Regions from separate parts of the Capsicum annuum genome. Here region 2 is linked to region 1. The links are chromatin contacts, called in public Hi-C maps. All regions are on one chromosome and are shown on one strand. The core of a region is the stretch at or near the end of the contact, and the rest is flanking DNA. Distances in the headings are between cores, read along the strand shown.

What was found. Hi-C and Micro-C count contacts between places; a contact is called where the count stands out from the background.
Region 2: a Hi-C map of leaf shows a contact between it and region 1, with 2.7 times the contacts expected there. The contact joins the promoter of LOC107860513 here to the enhancer-like site in region 1.

What each region holds. Positions count from the first base shown.
Region 1 is chr2:149,988,877-149,996,293 of UCD10Xv1.1, forward strand. It overlaps LOC107860509 (phosphate transporter PHO1 homolog 3), which reads left to right. Exons shown (of 13, transcript XM_016705890.2): 2 at 1-192; 3 at 280-328; 4 at 409-480; 5 at 583-712; 6 at 1,043-1,163; 7 at 1,276-1,534; 8 at 1,636-1,740; 9 at 1,853-1,897; 10 at 2,039-2,188; 11 at 2,276-2,554; 12 at 2,638-2,777; 13 at 2,955-3,255. The coding sequence ends at 3,048. Among protein-coding and RNA genes, the nearest start is that of LOC107860509, 5.1 kb to the left of the region's middle. Within about 2 kb of position 4,890, at least 3 of the 5 cell types and tissues checked have an H3K27ac peak or open chromatin away from gene starts, as enhancers often do. A contact at or near this core is called in leaf, where this site is marked.
Region 2 is chr2:150,022,610-150,029,402 of UCD10Xv1.1, forward strand. It overlaps LOC107860513 (A-kinase anchor protein 7), which reads left to right and starts at 5,484. Exons shown (of 8, transcript XM_016705897.2): 1 at 5,484-5,825.

The DNA.
Region 1 (7,417 bases), core at 3,640-6,139:
TCCACTAGAGGTTTTGGACTACGTAAAAATCAATATTGAGCCCGAAACACCTATCTCAACTTTAAAATCTTGCATCATGACTTCAAAATCACACCTAACATTCAGCAAAGAAGAGCTCAAGAAAGCTGAAGAACAAATGAAAAAGGCTTTTGTTGAGTTCTATCAAAAGCTTCGACTTCTAAAAAGCTACCGGTATGGTGCATTTTTTTCTCCCAAATGAGGACTTATAGTTGTTTTTGTACTCAAATCAGCTCACACTTTGCTACTTAATTATGCCAGTTCGTTAAATATGTTGGCGTTTTCCAAGATCATGAAGAAATATGATAAGGTACTACACTGAAGTTATCACAATTTGGCAATAGAAAGTAAAAAAATTTTGCCTTTTAACCTTGAAATTTATTGATACAGATCACTTCAAGGAAAGCTTCTAAATCATACTTAGAGATGATTGAAAAATCCTATCTTGGTAGCTCAGATGAGGTACATTTTCTTTTGTCAGTTTCAAAAACTGTTTTCCTCTGAGCATTATTACTTGCGCTATAGTTTGAACTTCTCATTGATCTTTTGTTTTTCCTATTTTAGGTTTATAAGCTCATAGCAGGAGTGGAAGCCACGTTCACAAAGCATTTTGTCAATGGAAATCGAAGGAAAGGAATGAAATATTTAAGACCACAAGCAAAAAGAGAACGACATAGAGTAACATTTTTCACGGGTAAGCATGCATCCTTATTTGCATCAACTTCCTCTTCCTATGTAATCAGAAGTTAAAAATTAAAGGAGACAACGCCATTTCAACTAAATCCATTTCATTCAGTTCGAACTATGTAATGCAACACAGAATTTTAAGTGTATACATATAATAGGATCATACTCGTTTGGATCAACTCTAGATCCTTGATTCGCCTCTATCAGGATAAGTGTGTAGAGAAGTTGGTAAACTGCATCATAACCATAATTTTTAGAGACCTCAGATTGGCCTGTCAAGTTACTTGAATCAGAAACCGTACGCTCATTCAGTAACTGATATACTTTTCACCTACAGGTTTGTTCTCTGGCTGCTCATTGGCATTAGTAGCAGCTATTGCTGTATCTGTACGCGCAGGAAACCTTCTGGAGCACGAGGGTCGTGGACAGTATATGGAAAACATATTTCCACTCTACAGGTGAACTAATCATCCTTCTTTTGCAGTCATATTGATTCTTTCCTTTTGTCTACCTACAAGCAAAACCAAGTTTTCAGCATTATCTATGAGTAATGAAACTCTATCTTTGCAGTCTATTTGGATTCATTGTCCTGCATATGCTCATGTACGCGGGGAACATATACTACTGGAGGGTCTTTCGAGTCAATTATCCCTTCATATTTGGCTTCAAGCAGGGAACAGAGTTAGGTTACAGACAAGTTCTCCTCCTTACTTCTGGTCTTTCAGTTCTTGCATTGGCTGCTGCACTCTATCACCTGGATATGGATATTGATCCGAAAACACGAAGTTTTGAGACAGTGACTGAGCTGACCCCGCTGGCCCTTGTGATTGTATGTCTAGAAAAACCTTAGTCCTTTTATTTTCACTCAACAATTGATCTATAAAAAATGTTTCAAATTTCAAACCCTCAGTGATCTTAAATCTGTTTCAGGTTCTGCTTCTAATAGCTTTTTGTCCTCTGAACATTATATATCGTTCAAGTCGTTTCTTCTTTATAAGATGTGTGTGGCACTGTCTATGCGCTCCCCTTTATAAGGTACAGCAGCTCTTTAAGAGATATACAGATTCACACGCATTAATATCACAGAAAGTACATAGATACTATACTGTTTCACATAGATACTAAACTGTCTCACATCATTTTGCAGGTTACTCTACCAGATTTCTTCTTGGCAGATCAGTTTACCAGCCAGGTTTGGCACTATTTTTTTTATTTTTTATTTTTGAAAAAAAAAGGGAACTTCTATGTTATAACAGGAGAGGATCCAGAAAGTGTAATGTGCAAATCTTACATTACTTTTCAGGAAAGACTTTAATGATGTCTTGCATTTCAGGTTCAGGCAATTCGGAGCTTGCAATTCTATGTCTGCTACTATGCGTGGGGCAACTTCAAAACGAGATCAAACACATGTCAAGATAGCCATGTTTACTCCATCTTATACATTTTCGTCGCAATTATTCCCTTTTGGTCTCGGTTTCTTCAGGTGTGAGAATATTTGTGCAAAAAAAAAAAAAAAGATCATTCTGACAAATATTTGACATGGTGTTTTGTATGACTGCATGATATACAGTGTCTTCGCCGCTTATTTGAAGAGAAAGATTCTATGCAAGGGTTTAATAGCCTCAAATATTTATCAACCATTATCGCTCTTGTAATGAGGACACTATATGATCAGAAGAGAGGAACCTTTTGGAAAGTAATGGCAGCATCAACATCAGGAATTACTACAGTTGCAAACACTTACTGGGACCTTGTCATAGATTGGGGTCTATTGCGAAGGAATTCAAGAAACCCCTGGTTGAGAGACAAGCTACTCGTGCCACACAAGATAGTCTACTTTGTTGCCATTGTAAGTTTCAGACGGCTTTCAAAAATCAGTCACAAAACACTTGCAGTGTAATTAATTTGTCGATCATTCGAGTGTAAATGCAGGTTCTTGACATTATTCTGAGACTAGTATGGATGCAGTTGGTTCTAGATATAAGAGAACTTCCAGGTCTGCACCCAAAAGCATTTATTGCAATTGTTGCCTGTTTGGAAATCCTTCGTCGTGGCATGTGGAACTTTTTCAGGTCAGATCAATGCATCATCTATTGAGTTTATCTTCTATGTACCGTGTAATAGAAATTACATACCTGAAAGTGGAATCAGTAACCTCAGAAATAAGAAAACTAAATGCTACATTTGTTTTATTTGACATCACATGGAAGACGGTACTGCTTTTCTCTAACAGTATTTTTATTGTTCAGGCTGGAAAATGAGCACTTAAATAACGTTGGTAAATATCGTGCCTCCAAGTCTGTACCCCTGCCTTTCAACTACGACGAAGACAAGAGTATGTAAACAATGTCGAATCCAACCTCTCTATTAAGGATTCCATACATATTTTAAAACAAGAAAATGACAACGACACAGATCTCCTCTGACAGTCTAGAAGAGAATGTGTCTTATTAAAACACTTGTTCATGAAAAGTCTCAATGGAAGGGTGCTTGATAATAGGTCCTCTCTCTACCAAGACTTGCCTAATACAATTGCATCTTTTACAAAAATTATTTGCGTTTTTACGCTCATGTTTGATGCATGAAATTAGCATAACCACGCTAGAACATTTATGATTTCATGTAAATTAAGGAGGTTTATTAAGATCTTGTATATCTGTTTAAAAAAAAAAAAAAAATTAAAAAAAATTAAGATCTTGTATACATACATTAGAAATTTTACTAAATAATTATAATTTTTTTCTGTGAATTCAATAATTATCATATTGATTTTGTTTACAATAATCACATGATTAAGCTCAAATCCTGAATTTGCACCTCACTAGGGAACTATAGGAAGAATTAGCATTTGGAATTTCCTCCGATAATTAAATTAGTAACAGTGCAGTCAAGTCTCAACTAAGAAGAATAATTAGGGCAGCAAATTAGCCCTAAAAATATGATTTGTCCAACCCAAACCTGCTCACGACCCACGTATTTCTTAGTTCATTTCATTTTTTTCGAATTCATTTCAGTCCATCTAAAAACTAGGCTGATATTCAGCCCTATTTATCTAATGAAAGCCTTGTAAAAAAAACAATTTTTTTTTTAGATTTGATATGTTATATAAGGCTATAATAAAAAATAATAATTTTTTATGTAGTTAAAAATTTTACAATAACAAAGAAACTAAAACGTAATAAGAATTGGGTAGGTACCGTTATGACCCATTTTTTAGCTCAAGTATCATATTTGAATAAGTCATTGACCCATCTATTTATTAACTCAACTCATTTTGACTTTCTCAAATTCAGTTCAACTCTATCATTTGACACCCATAGAGAATATATCACTATATGTATATGTTCATCTATAGAATGGAGTTTTGTATATGGTTTGAGGTTTCTTCTTAATTTAAGAAGATGAGAAGAGGGTGGGCTAAAAACTTTTGAGTATACACTCCAAAGAAGATCATCAGTACACCTAATTTCTTGGTGTATTTTCAGCTTTCGTGATTTCGAAATCTAAAAATTAATCAAATACACAATTTATGTTTTCAATATTACAAAAAGTCTCAACTCCCTAAACATATTACAAAAATTCCACATATACACAGAATACTATATATATGTCGGCTATGTTATGTACATTAATAAGGAGAGAGAATAAAGTAATTAAAAAAGTGAGAGAGAGTATAATTACTTTTATGTTATTTATACTTTTGAAATTTCAATAAACGCCCTAAGAAAATTAAAAAAAAAAAAAACAAAAAAAATGTCAGTCAACCCCGGCCCAAATAAAATTAGAAAAAGAAAAAAATAGTTCTAGTTTACTAACTAGAAGCTCTGTAGTTCTACTCCCCTATGAATGGTACGTTCAGTGCAAGTCTTCGCCTTGTACAGAAGCGGAATTAGAATTTCAATTTTATGTCTTCTGAATTTTAAAACGGCGATAAAGTGTTAATAACCGAGTTTTGAACTCTATACAAAGTTAATAAATTCTTGATGTAAATACATTATTTGAGCAAAAAGTAGGTATCGAATTTGACGGAATCGGTATTTGAGACTTTAGCTTCGCCTGATCATCTTAAATATATTGGATCATCTTTCTTTATGAACAGAAGATTTGAATAGAATTAGTCCTTTAATAGTATATACGGTTTCATTAGTACGTCCAAAGCCAAATCAAATTATGCGCTTGTTTTATTGCGTTGTTCTTTTCTTCTTTACATAAAGTAGGCCACCATAAACATGGATCGAGGTGAAGTATATTATTTGTCTATTAATATTTGGCCATCTTTTTTCATATCACAATTGCCACTGATTATGATAGACATATTTGTAATTTTTTCTTGAGTGATCTAACAGTGTAAAAAATTATATGTAAAGTTGTAAACTTAGATGTACGAAAATTGGGAGGAATTAGTCCTCGAGGGCTTATGGTTGAACTTGTCACAAAAAGAGGGAAAGGGAAACAACGAACAGATTTATGATAATGGAAAAGTAAAAAGTAGAATATTATTGGTCTATAACACGTTCTTTTGATTTTTCCATGTGTGACTCGACTATCCATCCCCACTTTATGAAGTCTTTGTCATAATGTTGAAGCTCAGTTCTCTCATCTTATATTCCAATAGCATACTCATTCACCTTACTATTATAATTAGAAAAAAAAAAAAAGAAAATAAATTTAAATTTTTTGCTTTACCTTTAATACAATAATTTGCAACCAAAACAATATTTATAGATTATTTTAGACCACAAGTTTTTTTCAAAAAAAAAAAATCTTAAATACCGTGACAAGTCAAAAAGATATATAACGATTAGTTTTAAAAAAGGAAAAATTGAAGAAAAAACGAAAGAAAAAAAGTATGTCCAAAAGACCCCTACGGTGTGGCAATTTGCAAAAAGATGGAGTTAATAACTCAAATAGTCATTCAACTTTGGACTGTTATCCCAGAAAGTGATCTTTACTCAGAAAGTCACTCCACTTTCATATTTTTACTCAAAAAGTCACTCAACTTTCATATTTTTACATAGAAAGCCACATTTAAAAATGTGAAAGTTGAGTGACTTTCTGAGTAAAGATCAAAGTTGAGGAACTTTTTGAGATAAAAGTTCAAAGTTAAGTGACTTTTTGAAATAAAAATTCAAAGTTGAGTTACGTTTGATTTATTAACTCCAAAAAGATGCAATGAAATTTTGCCAGAAGAAACAAGTTTGACGTAAGAAAAGTGATGACAATGTTACAACATATATAAAGTAGTATACTAATTAAGAGCATAATTGATAAGTGGGGACCTTCTATTTCATGCAACTAAACTTGTAGCTTATACATAGTTTTTTTTTTTTTTTATGTACAAGTCACTGCTAAGGTGTTAGAGGAGAAAAAAAAAATATCAGGATTAAGAACGTCACATCGTAGAGCTTACTATATATGCCTAATTACCTATTATCTCTATAAGATATTTTTTGAAAGAACTTTTGAAGAATAAAAGTCTACAAAATTTTATTGAATACATTATTTCCTTTGACCTTATGGCTTAAGGTAAATGTAATGATGCATCCATCCAAACTCCATGGCAACCACGTAGGTCCGCCTGTTATTTTCCACAATATATTTGGGTATACAGAATCTGCATATTGCAACAACAATTTCAACTCGAGTTCAAGTATGAATAAGAACGCAATAAAGTATTAAATACCCTCAACACAAGATCAAAATAATTTTTCCAAGAGGTATATTTATTTTTCAGAAAATAAAGATGAAACAGAAATGATTAAGGCCAAGTCATTTGAATTTACGGACTTTCCTTAAGGAATAATTACACTCACTGTATCCGAGGTTATGGAATCTTCCTCCCAGGATAAAATGGCCTTCAATCCGACTATAGCGGTACCTTAAATAGGCGGATTCTTCGAACACACTCACGGTTTGAATGATCACGCTAAGAGTATTTTTAAGACAAGAAGAAGAAGTTTGTAATTTGAAAATTTCTATACTTTCTATATCATAAACCTGTGGATGAAACCAGGTTTATATAGCCACAAGATGCCTCCTCAGAAAGGTGGCATTGGTTTAATTCAAAGGTGTTTGACTTTTCTGAAAATGCATGTCTGTTTACTTAAAACAGTGCATCATTTTGCCGAAACAGTACATACCAGTTTGTGTGAAACATTGTGTCATTTCATCGAAACATTGCATCAATTTGCTGGAACGGTGCATCTGTTTACTGCAACAGTGTATCTGTTCACTGGAACAGTGCATCTATTTACGAAAACAGTGCATCTGTTCATCGGAACAGTGCATCTGTTTGCAGAAACAATGCATCAGTTCAGTTTCAGCACTGCACTCTTTCGAAAAACTGCATGCATGTATAAATGGAGAATCAAAACAATTGTTGCGTTTTACTGTTTGGTAAATTCGGATTATCAAATAAAATTTGTCCAAAAAGATAGATCTCATCGATCATTTGCCAAATTCAAATCCAAATCCAAATCCGAAGCCGAGCCGAGTGACGACGACGACGGCGCGAGGCATCTCTATTTTCTTGCCTCACTTATCATGTGGAGTAAGTGTTCATTAATATAAACACTACAAAGTTCCCTTCTTCCACCAATGTGGGAGAATTAGTGGACTTTTCAATTTGGGAGTATACATTCTAAATTGGTATCTCCTTTCTTCCACCATTTTTCTCTTCTTTTTTCCATTCACACTTGATTCATATACTATA
Region 2 (6,793 bases), core at 4,234-6,733, 34 kb after region 1:
AATAAAAAAGAGAAGCATATGAGTTTTCAAAAGGCAGAATAGCAAATGCTTTATGGTGGGAATTTCTTAATGGCTTTTTATGTTGATGAAAGGAATATTCAATTCACGGAGTGTCCTGCCCAGTTTAGCTGTGTTTGTCTGTGTCCTCTCAATCCCCGTTTCTACTTTTGCAGTTAAAAGTTTGTTCTGACTTATCCTAATTCAATAAAGGGATCGTTACCGATATATATCACTTGATCATCTTAATTTATCACATATAGTCGTTATTACAATCTAACAAGAGGCAAAAAGCAAGAGAAGTTGGCAGGTCTCCGTCAACGTGTCTGCTTCTTCTTCCTGTTTTCTCCATAATTTTATTATATATCTCTAATTAATTATTATAAGTTATTTATATATTAAAAATTAATACTCCCTCCGTTTTAGAATAAGTGAATTGTTTGGGATATTTATTGGTGTTTCAACATAAGTGAATCCTTGAAAATTTTTTTCAAATTTATCCTTATGATTTGACAACCAATTAACTTTTAAAAAAGTATTACAAGGTTAACTTTTTCTTTTTTTTGGGGTAAAAATGGAAAGTTGTGTTAAATTTATGTCTTTAGTACTTTTTCCTTAATCTGTATGTCAAAATCCAATAATTCATTTATTATGAAACGGAGAGAGTAGTATTTAATAAAAAAGGTAAAATAGACATTTATGACATGCCTGCTTCAATCGTAATTTTATTAAATATCACTCCTAATTAATTATTATAAGTCATCTAAGTATTAAAATTAATAATATTTGATAAAAAAAGATAAATTAGATATAAAATGATAAGCTAACTCTTCATGATTTAAATTAACTTGACGTCTTATATGAGGTCCTCTTAAAAAAAAAATCACAAGTATTTTTTATAGTAATGTTGCTATATCACTTCTAATTAGCTGATGTGAGTCATTAAGACATGTTTATTTCGCCGTTTCAATCATAATTTTACTATATCACCCATAATTAATTATTATGATCATCTAAGCATTATGACACTTAAATTGGAATAAAAGAAAAAATATCATACGTCACAATAATTTAAAACTTAGATTATTTAGAAAATATGTTTGACTATCAATGCCACAAAAGTTTAGACAAAGAGAGCGATATACATTATTTGAAAATTACATAAAAAGTATTATAAATTACAATAATTAATAACTTAAAATATTAAAAAAAAAATAATCTGTTATATATTTTAAGAAAATACATAAAAAATACTATAATAGGGAGTAACGGGTGGAAAAAAATAAACTAAAATAAATTAACACCAATAATAAAGATACGGGTAGAAGCAGGTGAACATGCATATATAATATACCGTAGAAAGGAAGGAAGAGGACAAACTATATAGGATGATCCCACCCAAAACATGGTAACGTCTGGTACTAGAGCCACACTACGAACAAAAAGAAAATTACTAGACAGTATCCAAAATATACATAATATATAGTCAATGCTGGCAGTTCATACGCGGATCTGCATCAAGGAAAAGAAATACAAGTGTAGTATTTGTCAACATCTTTGCTTCTCTTGCCTGCCTGCTTTTTTGTTTGCTTTCTGATTTTACAATATCACCTCTAATTAATTATTATAGATTATTTATGTATTAAAAAATTAATAATATTTAATAAAATATTTATGACGTGTTTGCTTCAGCTGCTTCAATCGTAGCTTTATTAAATATCGCTCTTAATTAATTATTATGTGTCATCTTAGTATTAAAAAATAATAATATTTGACAGAAAAGGTAAAAAATAATATGAAATGATAAATTAACTATTCATATTTTAAATGAACTTGACGACTTATATGAGGTCCACTTAAAAAGAAAAATACTCTATAATAAGAGGGAATTCGTGTGAGAAGCAGGCAAGTCTCCGTCAACATGCTTGCTTCTCTAGCTGCTTCTCTTACCTGCTTCATTAGTTACTTTCTCCGTAATTTTATTATGTCATCTCTAATTAATTATTAAAAAATTATTACAAAGTCATTTGAGTATTAAAACATTTATAATAATTAATGTTAAATTTACTTAACGTTTTATATGAGACTCATTTAATTTTTTTCGCAAGTATTTTTGTATAGTAATTTTGTTATATCACTTCTAATTAGACATGTCTGTTTCGCTGCTTCAACCGTAATTTTACTATGTCACTCCTAATTAATTATTATGATCATTTAAACATTGTGTCAATATAATATTTGATAAAAAAAAAGGTAAAATAAATATAAAATGATAAGTTAATCAAAAAAAAATCACAAGTATGTTTTATTGTAATTTTGTTATATCACTTCTAATTAGTTTTCATGAGTCATTAAGACACGTAACTTTACAATATCACTCATAATTAATTATTATGTTCATCTAAATATTGTGACACTTAAATTGGAATAGAAGAAAAAATATTATACATCACAATAATTTTAAAACTTAAATTATTTAAAAAATATAATTGACTATCAGTGCCACAAAAGTTTTGACAACGAGAGCGATATATATTATTTAAAAGTTACATAAGAAGTATTATAAATTACAATAGCTAATAGCTTAAAATATCTAAAAAAAAAAAAAGTATTATATATTTTTTAAGAATACTATAAATCAAATAATTAAAATAAATTTTTTTAAAAATATTTGTTGGGCCCGTGCCTTGTACGGGCTATTAGTAACTAGTATATACACTAAAATTGTATAACTATTGTGTGGGTGGTGTATGTGTATGTATATTCGTACTGGTTTAGGTGTACGCGTCTCGCGCGTGTACCTCATTTTATTGAGTTTGAACATTACACTAAATAGGGTATTTTCTTAAATAATAAAGATGAATACAATAATTAAATTCAACCTTTTGAAGAATTTAGTATTTAATTAAACCTAACTTTATCAAAATAAATTCTCAAAGTCAATCGACATTCATCTACCATCTGTAACTGCAACAAAACAACATGATGATAGAGACATCAAATAATATAATTAAGTCTAACCCTTTGCACAAAAAAAATCTCAAAGCGGCCTACAAATTATAACAAAATAATACGACAATAGAGATAACAAAATAATATAACTAAACTTTACCTTTACACACACAAAAAAAAATCTCAAAACAGGGATATAAAAACAACACAATTAAACTTAATCTTTAACTAAAAAAAAATTTCAAAGCCGACTGACATTCATCTACCACTGTAAATTCATCTACGACATGTAAAACAAATACAATAGTGATCACAAAGCTTCAGTTTTGATGAAAGTAGTAATTGTCTGAGCGAAAATTTTGACACTAAAGAATGCCTTGAATGAAAACAAAGAAGATATATATATACACACGTGTTAAATTCTATTATGTTGACAAAAATAGTGAAGAAGTTGAATGTTAGAAAATTAAACATCCATCAATCTAGACATGGAACCGAATCAAGTTAGATGAGTATCAATCATATTTTCTCAATAAGTAAATCGATTTCTTCTCTAGTTTAACATGCATCTCAATATTTATAAAAGTATTTCCTTAATATAGAAGTCTATATATGAGTCCCATATATTAAGGTGGTCCCATATATTTCTTTTTTCTTTTCCTTTAATATCATAGCAATCAAATTTTGGTAGTCATATTTCTTTTTTTTTTTCTTAATCAAATTTTGGTCGAAAATTGGGAATTGGAAAAATGACGCATGAGTCATATTTCTTTTCCTTATATGAATTATTAATAAATAAAGTTGTTTAAATATTATTATTGTTTTTTTTTTTGTTTTGATGGAAATTCTGATAATTTTTTTTAATCATATTTTCTAAGACTCTTTTTGATGTATACAAAGAAAAAGAAAACTTACCAATATTAGTTTTCCATATAATTTTTTTTAGCCATTTTTAGGACTTCTTAATTTTAAATATTATAAATATAGTGATATATTAATTGAAGAAAATAAGTGAAAAGACGATTTTGTCTATTACGAAAGTTTTTAATGAAGGACAAAAAGTTCAAATCAATTTTCTAAGGGTCTTCACACTTTTAATATATTATAGATTATAGATAATGTATACACTATCTCTAAACTATGCACTATATATTTTGTAAACTAACTGAGTTAAGGGTGCATTTGTTTTTTTTTTAAGATTCAGACTTTTGAATCTAAATGCATGTCTGAATGACTAAGATGTTGTCTCTAGATCTGAAAGCTTAATGATTAAGACTGTTTGTTTTTTAACATTTGAACGTACAAAAAAAATTATTTGTATATATAATAAAATAAAAAATACAATTCAAATAAAAAGCTAATTATATTTCAGAAAAGTATGTAATTTAATACAACAAAATTATTATTTGATTGAAAAAAAATATTTATGTTTTTTAGTGATAGTGGAGATGGTTTATAATGGTGGTTGCGGTGACAATGATTGATGTTAGTGATTAGTAATGTTAGTGGTGATATTTGTGATGGTTGGTACTGTAGTAACTGTTATGATGACGACGGTTGATAGTGGTGGTTTTGATGTGACGTTGCTTGATGTTAGTAGTTGCAGGTGTTGATTATGATGACTAAAAAATGAATGAATGATGGTTGATAATGTGTTGGTACTAGTTGGAGATATTGTTAGTGGTGATGGTGAAGATGGTTGTTAGTAGAGATAAATTGTAGCGATGATAGTGATTGAAGTGATGGTGGAGGTGGTGTTACTAGTGACAATGGTGGTAGCCGACAAAGAATGTGTGAAGGTTATGATGTATTAGCGGTAGTTAGCGGTGGTGCCAGTTGTGATAAATGAGTTGGTCGATAGTAGGGATTGACCGGTAGTGATTGATGATGGTGTTGTTGTTAACGGCAGTTGTGACGTTAAATATAATTAGAATAATAGATGTAGTAGGTGTGGTAACGGTTGACAATAGTGGTTGGTATCAATATTTGTTGTCGATGACAGTTGTGATGGTGGAGGTGGTTGGTGGTGGTTAACAATGATGACGGTGACAGAGATGATGACTGATAATTATGAATAGAGTGACGGTAAATATTATTCAACACCAAAATACCTCTTTAGATCTATTAAGACTTGATTCTAAATTTGACTGATTAAGAGCTATTCAAACCTATTAAGAGCTAAAATCTTAATGAAATCAAATGCATTTAATGGTCTGAAATCTGAACCATTCAGATTCAAACCTGCATTAAGTGCAAACAAATGAGCTCTAAAAATATTGAATTGTATTTTTACTTAAAATAAATATGCGATATGCGATTTTAAATGTATACATGACATAAATTAACGGGTAAGCATATATATATATATATATATATAATTTAGTATAAATATCCTATAGGGGTAAAAAAAATTAATTTTATTAATTTCTTTTCATGTCGCATCAATTCAGAAGTATCCAATGCAGAAGTTATGAAATGAATTGAATTAATGAATAAGTTATAATTTAATAAGTAGTATTTTTTTTTTTGTTCAGATCAAAATGCTTTGAGCTGTGAGACTCAGTCAACTCCTCTTTAACTTCACCAACAACAAAAAAATAAAAAAATCCTCTAATTTTAAATATTTTTTTTTTCATTTTTTATATCTTTTAATTGGTAAAGACAAAAATAATCATCCGCCGGGCGAAACCTGTAATCCATTTTCTTGTAACGTGGTTTTGAGTGTTGACCAGTTCAGGCCAATCAATAGAGAAGTTTATATAGTCAAGAAGAGAGAAAAAAAAAGCATTCGAGTTTTGAGAGTTAAAAGAGTTGCCTTCTCTCTATATCAATTAACAACTGCAGCTTTAATTCTTACAATGGCTAGTTCTTCTGGAGTAAGTTCTTTTGCATCTTTTCTGCTGAATTTTGTTATATTTATTAGTCCTGTACTAAGTTTTGTAGAAATTTGCAGCAGGAAATAGGATCTACTGTAGCAAAAGCATATATATACTCCGTCTGCTTACCTATCCGTTTACTTTTACTTGTCCACTTTATACTTTGCAGGTCTTTAAATGAACACTGACTAATATGAGTGAGTAGTTTATCGAAATATGCATGTATCATATTTCTATAGTGTTGGGTTTTGGGAAATGATTTGGTGAATAATTAATTAATGTTGAGGTTAAAAAATAAAAATGATGTTATTTAGTATATATTCGGGTACAAGAATCTGTATATAAGTAACACGAACTTCAACATTAGTTCAAGTCCAAGACAAGAACACTTATGAAGTTCTTTACACCTTCAACACTAGATTATGAATAATCTATCTAAGAAGTGTGTTAATGTTCAGAAAAGAGATGAAATAGAATTTTAAGGCCAAGTTTCCCGATTTCACGGAGTGTCCTTAAGGAATAATTCCTCACTGTACCCGAGGTTCTTCTTCGCAGGATAAAATGACCTCCAATCCAAACAATAGCGGTACCTCAAATTGTTAGATTCAACGAACTCACCCAATGATTTGATTGATCACACAGAATGTTTTTGAAGGCAAGAAAAGAGTTTTTTATTTCAGAAAATTCATGTCTAATCAGATGTCTTTTCGTAAAGGTGGCAGTGGTTCACTTAAAAGGTGTGACCTTTCTGGAAAATCATGTTTGTTCGTCCAAAGAATGTATCTTTTCCGAACAGGCATATCATTTCATGAAACAGTGTGTCATTTTGTTGAAGGATTGCATCCTTTCCGAAGCATCACTTCGTTTCTGCATAGCATTTCGAAACAGTGTCAGCCACTGCATGCATGCATATAAATGGAGGATAAAAAACATAGAAAAGTTGTGTTTTTCCCATTGGTATTTTCGGA